Regions from separate parts of the Mus musculus genome. Here regions 1 and 2 are each linked to region 3. Evidence: chromatin contacts called from public HiChIP or PLAC-seq data. All regions are on one chromosome and are shown on one strand. Each heading gives the region's core, a stretch centred on a gene start, on an enhancer-like site or on the middle of the called end of the contact. The rest is flanking DNA. Distances are from core to core; before and after follow the strand shown. Region 1 overlaps Sap30bp (SAP30 binding protein). Region 2 holds the start of Itgb4 (integrin beta 4). Region 3 holds the start of Tmem94 (transmembrane protein 94).

Evidence for each region. HiChIP or PLAC-seq counts read pairs in DNA pulled down with a chosen protein or histone mark.
Region 1: a contact with region 3 is called in a FOXA1 HiChIP or PLAC-seq map of pancreatic cancer cells. The contact joins the enhancer-like site here to the promoter of Tmem94 in region 3. A contact is called at or near these places in 3 of 39 promoter capture datasets (hippocampal neurons and liver), 1 of 115 datasets of contacts at active chromatin or transcription factors (pancreatic cancer cells) and 3 of 9 other capture datasets (adipose tissue, embryonic stem cells and liver).
Region 2: a FOXA1 HiChIP or PLAC-seq map of pancreatic cancer cells shows a contact between it and region 3. The contact joins the promoter of Itgb4 here to the promoter of Tmem94 in region 3. A contact is called at or near these places in 4 of 39 promoter capture datasets (the C10 cell line, hippocampal neurons and liver), 1 of 115 datasets of contacts at active chromatin or transcription factors (pancreatic cancer cells) and 3 of 9 other capture datasets (adipose tissue, embryonic stem cells and liver).

What each region holds. Positions count from the first base shown.
Region 1 is chr11:115,953,995-115,958,181 of GRCm38.p6, forward strand. Sap30bp (SAP30 binding protein) reads left to right here. Exons shown (of 11, transcript NM_020483.3): 5 at 3,367-3,455. Among named protein-coding and RNA genes, the nearest start is that of Gm39474, 13 kb to the left of the region's middle. Within about 2 kb of position 1,392, at least 176 of the 459 cell types and tissues checked have an H3K27ac peak or open chromatin away from gene starts, as enhancers often do. A contact at or near this core is called in adipose tissue, embryonic stem cells and pancreatic cancer cells, where this site is marked.
Region 2 is chr11:115,972,582-115,976,607 of GRCm38.p6, forward strand. It overlaps Itgb4 (integrin beta 4), which reads left to right and starts at 2,144. Exons shown (of 40, transcript NM_001005608.2): 1 at 2,144-2,573.
Region 3 is chr11:115,764,001-115,768,034 of GRCm38.p6, forward strand. It overlaps Tmem94 (transmembrane protein 94), which reads left to right and starts at 1,433. Exons shown (of 32, transcript NM_028014.3): 1 at 1,433-1,553.

The sequences.
Region 1 (4,187 bases), core at 142-2,641, 190 kb after region 3:
TACTTACTTATTTTTGGTTTTTCGAGACAGGGTTTCTCTGTGTAGCCCTGGCTGTCCTGGAACTCACTTTGTAGACCAGGCTGGCCTCGAACTCAGAAATCCGTCTGCCTCTGCCTCCCGAGTGCTGGGATTAAAGGCGTGCGCCTCCATGCCTGGCAAGATGTGATCTTGATGGAAGTTCAGCCCTATTTTAACAGTTTCATATAAATGAGGCTTATTGACAACCACTTGGGCTGGGTCATTGTGTTATGAAGGCCTTCCTTGCGTGATAGGATGCTTGACAGAGTTGCAGCCTGCCGATAAGTGTCCCTTTGAGAGCAGAGTTGCCCCAGGCTGAGCGCCTGGTGGATCATTGCTTTCCTGCCTGGCTTTCCCCTTAAGCAGGTTCCTTAGAGGTTGCACGCACACTGCTGAGAATAGGTGTTCCTTTACATTTGTCTGTTTTGACGAAAGGACCTCTCGATGTAGCCGACATAGTCTGTTATTTGCCCTCTCGTGGCGGGCACAGTGCACTGTCACCTGCGTAGGGTGAGTACTCTTCTCTTTGAGGAGTGGGTGGTAAGTCAACTCTTCAACAGGATGGCTTTCAAAGGACTAGCCAACTCACGGGCTTCTCCAGTGCTCTAGCTCCTGACAGCTGCCTGCCCCACGGGCCTGGAACAGTATTGGGTGTAGTCCAGGGGTCTTCAAATCACTCAGGAGCCCCTTCTTACAGCCAGTTAAGTATTCTGCAAGTGTCCTCGGCCCCACTGGGCTTTCTGTCCCTGTTCCCCTGCCGTAGTCTGAGTCCCTGGAACTAGCTACTCTGCTTAGGTTCCCACCTGGTGGCCATGGATACTGCAGATGTTTTCTGACAGAGGCGTTAGCAGGATGTGACTCATGCTGACAACAGGCTTTGTGGATAGTAAATGGAGCTACCCCTAGCATAGCCAAGGCATAGGCACTGTGGCAAGTGTCTGCGGGCACACTGCTGACACTTCCTGAGATGGTTAGGGGCTCTGGCCGCTCTGCAGAGCAGCTGTTCTCTGTACTGGGCACATTCTAGGACTCAGGGAGGAGGCACTCAAGTCTGTCCTCAAGTCTCTGAAGTATACTTTTATTTTGTTGTCCAGCATATGTCACCTTCTTGTCACTTATTTCCCAGGAATACTCTTGTTTCTACCCCAATTTATGAGGCTCCCTCCTCCTCCATACTCTCTGTCACTTATGTCCCAGAGGGTGGGGGGTTGCTACAGTAACCGTGGCACACCCTGTTTTTCTAAAAAGCTTTCCTGGCAAATGGCAAAGGGCATTCTTTGTCTGTGTCACGTGCACATATACCCTCTGTGGCCCAGCGCCTGCCAAGCCTTGGTTTTGTTATGAATGTTCACAAAATGCCCTAGCCAGCTCTTTCCACCCGCTTCCACTCTGGGCTGGCCTCTGCAGACTGAGCTCAGACCTAGACCAACGTCTTACCCCAGGGCTAAGAAAAAGGAAGAAACCAAGATTTGGCTTGACTGCCTGCCAGAGCTGGGTAGTGCCCTGCCTGAGGGCCAGTTGGGAGGTGGCAGAAAGGCATGGTGCAGCGGCAAGTGTGTATCCTATCCCCCTTGTGGGGACTGTTCTCGACTGCAGTTGCATCTCAGGCCACAGCATGACCTTTGATCTGTCGCCCAGCCTGTGCTCTGGGTGTGTCTAGTTAAAACCACTGACATCTACGAAGCCCAGGCTGTACTTATGCTTTAAGACTGCCTCAGGCCTGACCCCTGGCCTCAGTGTGTTCATAGTGTGCACAGGCCCGATCCACAGTAACTGTCCTGGAAGTCATTAGAGTCTCCAGGGTCTTGAAGGCCTTGTCTTACTCAGCACAGGGATGGTAACTATGCAGAGATCAAAGCACCTTATCTGCTAAGAAGAAAACATTAACCCATGCTGGGTGCACAGTGCACACTTGCAATCCCAGCCAATCGAAAGGCTGAAGCAGGAGAGTCCCTTCTAGGCCAGCCTGGGGCCCTAAATGAGGGGTTTCCCCCTACACACACCTAGTTTTTCTTTTTTGTTTGTTTGTTTTTCCCTTTTGTTTTGTTTTAATCTCTTAAGACCTGGAATTATTTTAGAATCATGACCGTAGGGGAGGCTCAGCAGGTAACACATTCTGCTCATAGACAGGACCCATGTCTGGGGGTTACAACCTCTGATAAATGTCACCTCCAAGGGATCTGATGCCTCTCTGGACTCCTAGGGTACCACACACAGACATGCCTATAATTTTTAAAAAGTAAAATCTTAAAAAGAAAAAAAAAAAAACAGCCTTGGACTAGAGACCAGGAAGACCATGCCACCCTCCGCCTTCCCCCAGACCCCCACCATGCCACCCTGCACCTCCCCTAGCCCCACCCCCGCCACCCTGCGCCTCCCCCAGCCCCCCCCCCCCGCCATGCCACCCTGCGCCTCCCCCCAGCCCCCTGCCATGCTACCCTAAGCCTTCCCACAGACCCTCTTCAGCTCTCTAGAGCTGTTCCTAGGACAGGCTTAGAGAAGGGCCTGGCACACAGTAGGTCCCCCTGCTGGGCTAGATGCTATTGGTGGTGGCTTTTTGGTGCTTGCCTTCCTCCTGCCCCACCCTGTGCTGTCTGCCACTGTTTGCACATTGTATGGTTCTTTTCATGAGGAATGTTTCAAAGAGCATGACAGAATCTTACAACAATCAGCCCATTGTCTGTGTGCTCCAGAGCCGACTCTGAGGTCCTGGGGTGGCCGGAGGCTGTCAGGGAAGGGAATGGGGAGAGAGGAGGCGAGGCTTGGGTGGGCAGTGTTCTGAGGGGATTGATTGCCCTCGGGAGTTGTGGTTCTTGTGTCAGAATCAGGCCTTTTGTTCAGGTCTTTTTATGCACAAGCTATTTGGGACCCAAAACCTTAACACAGTTTCTTATAGCCAAGGCAGGACAGACCCAGACCAACCGGAAAGGGCAGTGCCAAGTATGAAGCTGACACATGTCTCTAACAGCTCTGAGTTCAGTGTCTTCCACATTGGCAACCTGAGATTGAGCTTAGGCAGGACTGAATTTATACTGTAGAAACTGGTAAATGCTTTGGATGGTGGCTCCTCCCCTTTCCCTCCCCCAGCGCTTCTCCAGGCATGCTCTTTCCCTAAAAGTCAGTCTCTGGAGCTTGGTAGGATGTGTTATTTACATGTGTCCCCTCCACCTCAGCTTCCCTTCTCCCAGGTTGACACGTAGCTGGCCATTGAGATCAGCTCAGGGAACACTCTCCAAGAAGCCATCGGCCACCTCCCCTTCTGCTTTCTGCTGAAATTGCTTTGTGCTTGTGCTTTTATGGCCCCTGGCCTTTCCTCTCAACACAAGGTTCCCTCTGCTTTCTCAACAGCCTCCTTTTCTGAAAGGGTTCGCAACATGTCACCCGATGAAATCAAGATCCCACCAGAACCGCCTGGCAGATGTTCAAATCACCTACAAGTAAGCACAGGTCTGGCTGCTGAGGCCCATGTGGCTGAGATGGCCTGGGCTTTGTCTGCTTGTGCTGTGTCCTTCAGAGGCCATGGCAGGGAAAGGGATCAAGTCACGATGCTGCTGGGTAGGCAGGAGCCTGCAGTCTCAGATACTTCCTTTAAGCCAGAACTCAGGAATTGACACCCATTGCCACACCTGCCATATGCTGTCCTCTTGTGTCCCTGGTCTGCCCTCACTGAGCCAGGGCACTTCTCAGGGAAATTTGCCAAGAAACTGAGGATCCTTCAGGATGTAAAACAAACTGCAGACGTGTACCATGTAGCGCTTAGATGTGTACCATGTAGCGCTTAGATGCGGTTTCCGTCCCTGTGTTCCTGATGCAGCAGCTTCTGCCCTCAGACCTGACCTAAGGCCTTAAGCGCCTGAAGAACAGAAGCTGTTCATCTGTGCAGTCGACCCATGGGACAGAGCTCAGTACAACTGAGAGTCCACCTGTGTGGTTGCTGCTCCTTGTTCCTCTGTAAGTTCCCCCGAGAGTGGGATGTTTCAGTTAACAGCAGGGCAGATGCGCAAGGCTGCATGACTGTGGACCATTTCCACAGCCCTGCCTTTGATCCCAAAGCTTCTTCTGGGCGCCCCCAGCTGTATAACAAGCCCATGGCACCACCCAAACGGATGCATGACTAATGGGTCCTCGGGCTGGAATGCAGCAGTCCAGGAGAGGGCCAGAGTCAGGAC
Region 2 (4,026 bases), core at 894-3,393, 210 kb after region 3:
CCTGAGTTCAAATCCCAGCAACCACATGTTGGCTCACAACCATCCGTAACGAGATCTGACACCCTCTTCTGGAGTGTCTGAAGTCAGCTACAGTGTACTTACATATAATAAATAAATAAATCTTTTTTAAAAAAGATTTATTGTCTTTTAAAGATTATTAAATGTTTATTTTAATATTTTATGTAAGTTCAGACACACCAGAAGAGGGCATCGGATCTCATTACAGATGGTTGTGAGCCACCATGTGGTTGCTGGGAATTAAACTCATGATCTCTGGAAGAGGAGTCAGTGCTTTTAACCACTGAGCCATCTCTCCAGCCTGCAAAGAACTATTTTTGTTTTTTTTTTTTGGTTTTTTGGGGGTTTTGTTTTGGTTTGGTTTTTTTGGTTTTTGAGACAGGGTCTCTCTGTGTAGCCCTGGCTGTCCTAGAACGCAATCTGTAGACCAGGCTTGGCCTCAAACTCAGAAATCTGCCTGCCTCTGCCTCCCGAGTGCTGGGATTAAAGGCGTGCGCCACCACACCCAGCTGCAAAGAACTATTTTTAAATCAATGTGTAGAGCTCTTCTTTTCCAGACTGGACTGGGTGCCTACTGGAGTGGCTGATGTCCACAAGGAACTGAGCTGGCCTGGAACATACATCTGAGTGCCGAAAACATACTGGGCTCCTTCCCCAGTGCCCCCACATTCAGGAGGAAGTCTCCCTGGGGACCTGGCCTGTGCAGAACAGCCCTCAGATGGCTGGACAGGGCTGACAGGGCTATTAAAAATCATTTTTATTTGTATTATGTTTGAAGCAAAATCTATATAGCCCTGGCTGGCCTGAAGCTCTCCATGTAGACCAGGCTGACCTTGAACTCACAGAGATCCACCTGCCTCTGCCTCCTGAGTGCTTGGATGAAAGGCCTGCTACACAACAGCAGTGCCCCAACAGACTCGTTTTACTCATTTGTTTATGTGAGAGGGTGGGATGGATGTACACACCACAGAGACCTTGTGACAATGAGTCCCACCAGGAATCAAACTCAAGTCATGAAGTTTGTCAGCAGGCACCTTGACCCATTAAGACATCTTACCCAATCACACTTTTTTTTTTTTTTTTTTTTAACTCCTCTATGTACCAGGCACCAGGGCTGGGGCTGGGCTGGTGAAAAAAAAACCAAAAAACAAAAAAAAAACCAAAAAAACAAAAACCTCCCTTCTCTCTAGCCCAGACCTGGGCATAGGCCTCTCCACCTCTCCTAACTTGGATTACCCCAGGTTGGGGCAGAAAACATGGGTTCTCCGAGTCCACAGTCCAGTGGGATGATCATTTCAAACCAGTATAGCAAATGCCATAAAGAAGCCATACTCTGGTCTGGAGGTCTAGTTTAGTGGTAGAGTACATGGCTGATACGCATGAAGACCTATGTTCCATACCAAGCACCGAATCAAAAGGAAGATAATAAAAGGACAGGTGTGGTGATGGATGCCTGTAATCCCAGCACTTGCAAGGCAGGGGCAGAAGAATTACCCCAAGTTCAAGACTAGCCTGGACTACACAGTGGGAAAAGGCCATATTCTCCGACCAGACTTAGAAACCAACAGAGGATGTGGCAAAGCCGAAGAAAACTAAAGATCTTGTAACATTAGTTCAGGGTCTTCAAATATAAGGATAAATCTGGCTGAGTTTCAGACTGCATACTCTGGCTCTGACACTTGGCGAGCTTGAAGCCCCCACGGGTTGAGGAGGTCCAGTGCCAGCGGTGAGCATTAGCTAACCTGGTGAGACTAGAGTTGGGTTCTTGCAGCGCCTCAACGGACTCATTATTAAACAGAAACGGGGCCTGAAGGCACTCGAGAGCCTGCCGCAAGAGTAAGATTTGTGAATCAGCTTGTCACCAACACTGTAACAATCCATGAGTGCTACTCCACACTAGGTCACGTGGCCTCTTGATGGCTACAATTACATTTTAAGGAGATTTGAGTATCCGAAGAAACCTAGAGGCCCCAGTCCTTGCCTATCGGTTCCTCTAGTAGAGGCAGAGAGAACCCAGTGGCCAGCAGTCCAAGAGTGCTAAGTCTCCCTACCAGTTTGGGGCACGACCTATCCTCGCGCTGACACGGAGAGGGTGGTGCACGACCCGATGACCGTCGAGGCAGCGGGACTGACCCAGCTGGGCTCACTGTATTAAGAAGCGGACCCGCGACCCGGAGCGGCCCGGGGACCCGATCTGGGAGCCTGGACGGGTGGGGAAGACGGAGCCCCGGTCTGTGCTGCAGGGAAGAGTGGCTCCTCCTCCAGCCCCCTCCGCGGCGGCTCGGGGCTCGGGGCCGGCGCCGGTTGAGCCGCAGCCCTTTCCGGGGGGCGGGCCTGGCGGCTGCGGCGACACCCCAGCTCCTGCCCCGACAGGTGCGCGCAGCGCGCAGGAATGCAGTCCGCCTGACTCACCAGCGCCTCCTTCCTACCTGCGCCGCCCGTCCATAAAGCGCTGCTGGCTCCCGCCCGCCGCCGCCCGCCCTGCTGTCCCGCCGGGCTCGCCCGCGCGCTCAGCTCGACCCAACGCAGCCCAAGTCCGAGGTAGTCTCACTAAGGTAGGTGCAGGTCCCGCTGCAGATCCGAGGGCACACCGCCCGCCCCGGTGCCCCGGGACAACAGGGCTGGAGAGGAAAGTGAATACCCACTCCCGCCCGGGGCTTTTGTTTCCCTTCCCTTCCCTGAAGATTGGCAGGCCCTGGCTCCCTCTGCCCATGCTGCCAGGACAGGTGCCAACCCTGCCAGGATGTGGGAAGGGGACAGCTGGGAGCGGGGTAGTTGGGATCTAGGGAAAGAATGGTGAACATCAGATACCCCTGCTAGAAAAGGACACTGGGTAGGTGGGTAATAGGAGTGGGTAGAGGCTGGGGGCTCACCAGCCCTCTGAGTGCTACCTCCCCTGAATCTGAAGACAGTAGAGGAACAACTTAACTACCTTGCAGCAAGCCCCCTTCTTGTCCGGCTTGACAGGACCTGCTGTGTGGTGACCCGGGTGCATGTCAGGCGTGGGGAGTCCCTGATTTTCCTCTTGGCTGGCCCGCAGCCTGCTCTCTTCCCAAAGCCCGCTCCAGGCACCTTTGTTTGGGGGACCTTTCAGAATCTCATCCAGCAGTCCCGCGAGCACTTGGCCCCGCCATACACTCTTTCCCACGATCCTTGGAGGAGCCTTCTGGCTGTCACTGTGGCCCGGGACTCCAGGTGGCTCCCAAGGGTAGGGGCAGACCTCTTCCTTCTTCCTGACAGACTTGCCACACCCTGAGCATAGGTTCAACCCAGATGGCACGTTTGTTTCTACCCTCACTAAAAGTGAAAATCGAGTCTCCTGGGGGCTGAGAGAATGGACAGCAGAAAATGAGCGTTTGACTCCTTAACTCTGACTTCCAATAGCTGACAGGGTAGGCAAGGGGCTGTTACAGCTTCAAGAACTGCTGTCCTGTCTGGCCCAGCCTGCCATGGCTACACACTCTGTGATGGCATCCTCAGTCCTAGTCTTTATGTGGAATCTTGTTTCTATACTAGGCGACTACTTTTAGAACTTTTAAAATACAATTTGGGTCGAAGCAAACACTCGAGTGTCTGCCTAGGCCTTTACATTATATAGTTCCTGTGTGTGTGTGTGTGTGTGTGTGTGTGTAGGTTCAGTGTGGAATCTACACTGCCCCCAAATCCCCGCCAGACCCTCCCAGTGCTGACTGCTGGAATGGGAGGCTCCACAGCCTCAGTGCCTCATCTGTCCTAAGGCACACACAGGCAAGCCTCTCCCACTGGGGTCCTGTGCAGATAGATGCCTTGTTAACCCTTTGCTGACATGCTGGGTGTGTGTTGCCGTCCTGTCTGTTTGGGACAGCCCTGTATTCTGGGTCTGTGTAAGAGCTGGGTTTGTCCCTCTGGTGCCTATACCTGCCTAGGTAATTGAGCCCTGAGGAGGCCAAATCTGCAGCTTGCATTATGTAGCGTGTGGGTGTGGTGCCTACGCCCAAGGCTGTAAGAAACTCATTTCTCCTAGGAGTC
Region 3 (4,034 bases), core at 183-2,682:
TGCTTCTTTGATCATGGTGTTTTATCACAGCAAGCGTAACCTTAACTAAGGCAGGATTCCCCAAGGGCTCCAGGTTTTGTGGAATGAAGTAGAAAGACCCCAGACCCAGGTAACTAACCAGTTCTGTGCAACAGACAGGGAAGCAGCATGGGAAGGGAGTGTTTGGGCTAAAGTTTCACACGGGCATGTATTTGCATATTGGCTGGGGGTTTTGTTTGTTTGTTTTGAGACAGGGTTTCTCTGTGTAGCCCTGGCTGGCCTGGAACTCACTCTGTAGACCAGGCTGGCCTCAAACTCAGAAATCCTCCTGCCTCTGCCTCCTAAGTGCTGGGATTAAAGGCGTGTGCCACCACTGCCTGGCTGCATTTTGGCTGTTATTAGCTGCAAAGAAATGTAAAAGCTCAGAGAGCTACTGAACAAAGTACTCCAGCATGTTTAAGACTGTAGTGAGTCCATGTGGCAATGAGCCCTGAAAGTGGCTATGTGGCTATCTCCATCATGTTATGAGCATCTATGGTTATGTGGAGAGATTTGGACTTCTCCATCTGTAGTGATAAACTACAGATGTTTGTGTTGAAGGTTTGTGCCAAGGTTCTATGAGTGTTCAAGGTAACAGCTGAACTGGTTTAAACAGAGTTAAATCAGTAAAATGGCTTCTTGTCTAGCCGAAAAGAGGGATTGTAATCGCATGATTAAATTCATTATTATAAGGAAGGGGCTCTTTTTTCCCAGGACCAGATATGACCCTTTCTGACTTCATAAACAGAAAAAAAAACTTTTTTTTTTTTTTTCTAAAAGCAACCCTTCCAGACTTAGATCTCTGGGAAAATGGAAGTAAATACTGACACAGGCTTATTTTGTTTTCCCAAGAGAGGGTTCCCAAGCGATTTCTCTAATTAGTCTAGAAAAAAAAAGTTGTTTTCAAGCTTGTTTTTCCTTTTAGATTTCAAATGAACTGAGGGTGAAATAACAGTATTGCTTTAGATTCTCCAGCTTTGGTTGGTCCATAATATTAGTACTGAGGGACTTTTAAAGATTAAGGAAGAATTGAAGAAAATACAGATAAGGCGATTTTTCAAGGGCCTCATTAAAAAATAATAAAGGGCAGAAGGTATCACCTGACCATGGCTCTAGAAAAATTTAGTGGGTAAACTAATGGGGAGGAAATTGTATGATTGCCTCTAGTCTGGTTCTATAGCGCTAAAAACGCGGGAGCTTCGTGCCGGAGATAGGACCCAGGCTTCCCCGGATCGCTTTAGAGTAACAATCACACAATTCCGCCAGGCTCCCGGAGGGGCGGTGGAGGTTACAGCTGAGCGCACCAAACAGCCAATAACAAATCAGAATCTTCCGCCTACCTCGAATTTCAACCAATCAGCGTCGGGATCTTTGGCTTGTTGGCCTGCGCGTCTGTTGCTGGGGGAAGGCGGCAAGCCTCCTCAGAGTTGCCCACAACGGACATGGCTGCGGCCCCTGGAGGCGGGGAGGTGAAGTGAGGAGGGGGCAGGGAGGGGTGAGGACGCGGGCGAGGAAGACCGTCCGAGGGGGCCCCGGTAAGTACGAGAAGGCCCGCGGCCCGAAGTGGGGAGCAAGGGGGCGTGGGGCTCGGCCTGCTGCGCCCTCTGAGTTCCTACCCGAGGCGAGGAGCGCCTGGGGTGTGCACCTAGCAAGTGGCACCAAAGGGGGTGTCTCTCTGTGCTGGAGGAGAGGGGCCGGCCGGCGCCTGCCTGCAACTCCGGGCCGGCTCCTTCCCTCACGTCCTCAAGGGTTTTTTGGTTTGTTTGTTTTCGTTTTCTCATGTCCCCTCTCTGTCCTGGCTTGCCCCTTGCCGGGGTCCCACGTCAGAAATAAAGGTTGTGTCCAACAAAGAACCCTTGGCCCAGGTCCGCCGTGGCTGGGCCCCGGGCCAGCGACTGCCAATCCTGATGCCACGAGTGTTTATTTGTAGGCCCCTGGGTGTCCCCGGCCCAAATAAAGGCGGTTTTCTGCCACAGCGCGCGCTGTGCTCGCCGCCCGGAGTGGACGGGATCTCTGCACCCGCCCGCCTGCTAGACACTGCGAGGGACTTCCAGTTCAGTGCAAGGCTGCGATGTTGCAGTTGGGGCGTGCTTCCCCGATTTTAGAGTCACATAAAGATGCTTCGGAAGCCAGCGTAGCACCACAGCCTTTGCAGTTCTGTAAAGCAGTTTCCCTGTTTTTTCCCTACCGCGAAACCCTACAGTTAAAAGCCTTGGGGGAAGGTTCAGTACCTAAAGCAACAACAAATAAGAGTGACGGAGGGAATAGAAAAGTTTGACGGTCACTTTCAGAGTCAGACCATTGTACAGTGTAGGCTCATCCTGGAGAACGAATTAGCAGTTCAGACAGAGTCCCCGGACACTCTGCAGTGGAATGTCACCGGCTGTATTCGCTGTCACTTCTCTCTTGGCAGAATTACAAGCAGGGGAACCTAGAGTCTGGCGAGCACTGCATTAACAAGCTACCTCTTTGATAATCAGTACCCCCAGGTAGTTTGAGAGGTAACTGCCCTTGAACGCCCGCCTCTGCACATTCCACTTGGTATAAGACCTCAATAGATGGTTAGAAGACAGGCAGGAGGCTGGCCAGGCCACAAGAGGGAAAGAAATCAGAAAACACTTGACATTTCTATTTTAAGTGGCTAGGAAGTGCCAGCTCCCAGGGAAGAGAGTCAACCTCAACCGTTTGGAAGGCTTACCTCCTGAAGAACGAATTAGCAATAAAGGTCACAGTCCTTGTGCTCCTCCCTGCTCCTTTCCCCTAAATTGGACTCCAGAATCAATTTCTATACAGCAGTCAGATGCTTACTGCCGACACGCTAGGTATTATTTAACCTGTCGTGGTCAGTGAGCTGGAAAGACCTTCGGGGCCTCTAAGGACACCCCTGATTTCCGAGTGAGAAGGCTCCTGGTCTCCCACTGCACCTTGCGGTAACCGGTAACCCCGTGTCGGTGGTTTTTATTCCGTTGCTATTGTGTCTGTGTTCTGTTCACTGCGCTGTCTTCCATGGCTGAAAAGATAAGTTTCTGTAATAGGGTTTGAAAGTCTAGTTTGCAGGCGGGCTTAAGTGAAGTAAAGGTTAGGCCGCTGCAGAATCGGAAAGTTTTCCTTCCAGAAGACTCAGCCATTGTGGTTTGGTGATCAGGGGTTTGTATAATCATCAGCTTGGCCTGCGGCTGCCGGCTTGGTAGTAAACAGTGCTGGTCACATGGTGTGGGAAGGAGGGAAAGGGCCAGATTTCAACCCAACCTTGACGCTCTCTCCTCCCTAACCCTGGTACATCTCACTATGGAGTTGTTTTTGGTTTTTGTTTTTTCAAGACAGGGTTTCTCTGTGTAGCCCTGGCTGTCCTGGAACTCACTTTGTAGACCAGGCTGGCCTCGAAGTCAGAGATCCTCCTGCCTCTGCCTCCCGAGTGCTGGGATTAAAGGCGTGCTCCATCACTGTCCGGCCACTGATAGAGTTTTAACATAATCGTGTGATCTCGGTTTTTATAATTTCGGGATCCACTGGAAGAAGACTCTTGTGCTAAGCAGCCTTCCTTTGCGGGAAGTTCTCAGAACCTACCGGGAAACGAGGAAAGACGTTATTGATGAGAGACACAGAGGCGTATAAACCTGCCCTGGGCTGCAGCAAACTCAAAAGACAGCAGCACCGCTTTGGGAATGTTAGGCAGAGCCAGAGTTTGCTGGGTTTTTCTTTTTAGTAGTGGTGAAATAATGCATTTCCTGAGACTTAGCACAAGATCTGTGGCAGTTAGTACATTTGTGTTATTGTAAGACCACCACTGCCACCCATTTCTAAAGATTTATTTATTATATGTAAGCACACTGTAGCTGTCTTCAGACACTCTAGAAAAGGGCATCAGATCCCATAACAGATGGTTGTGAGCCACCATGTGGTTGCTGGGATTTGAACTCAGGTCCTCTGGAAGAGCAGTCAGTGCTCTTAACCGCTGAGCCATCTCTCCAGCCCCACATTACATTTTCTGTCTCTGTTGTTTTTGAATGTTCTAG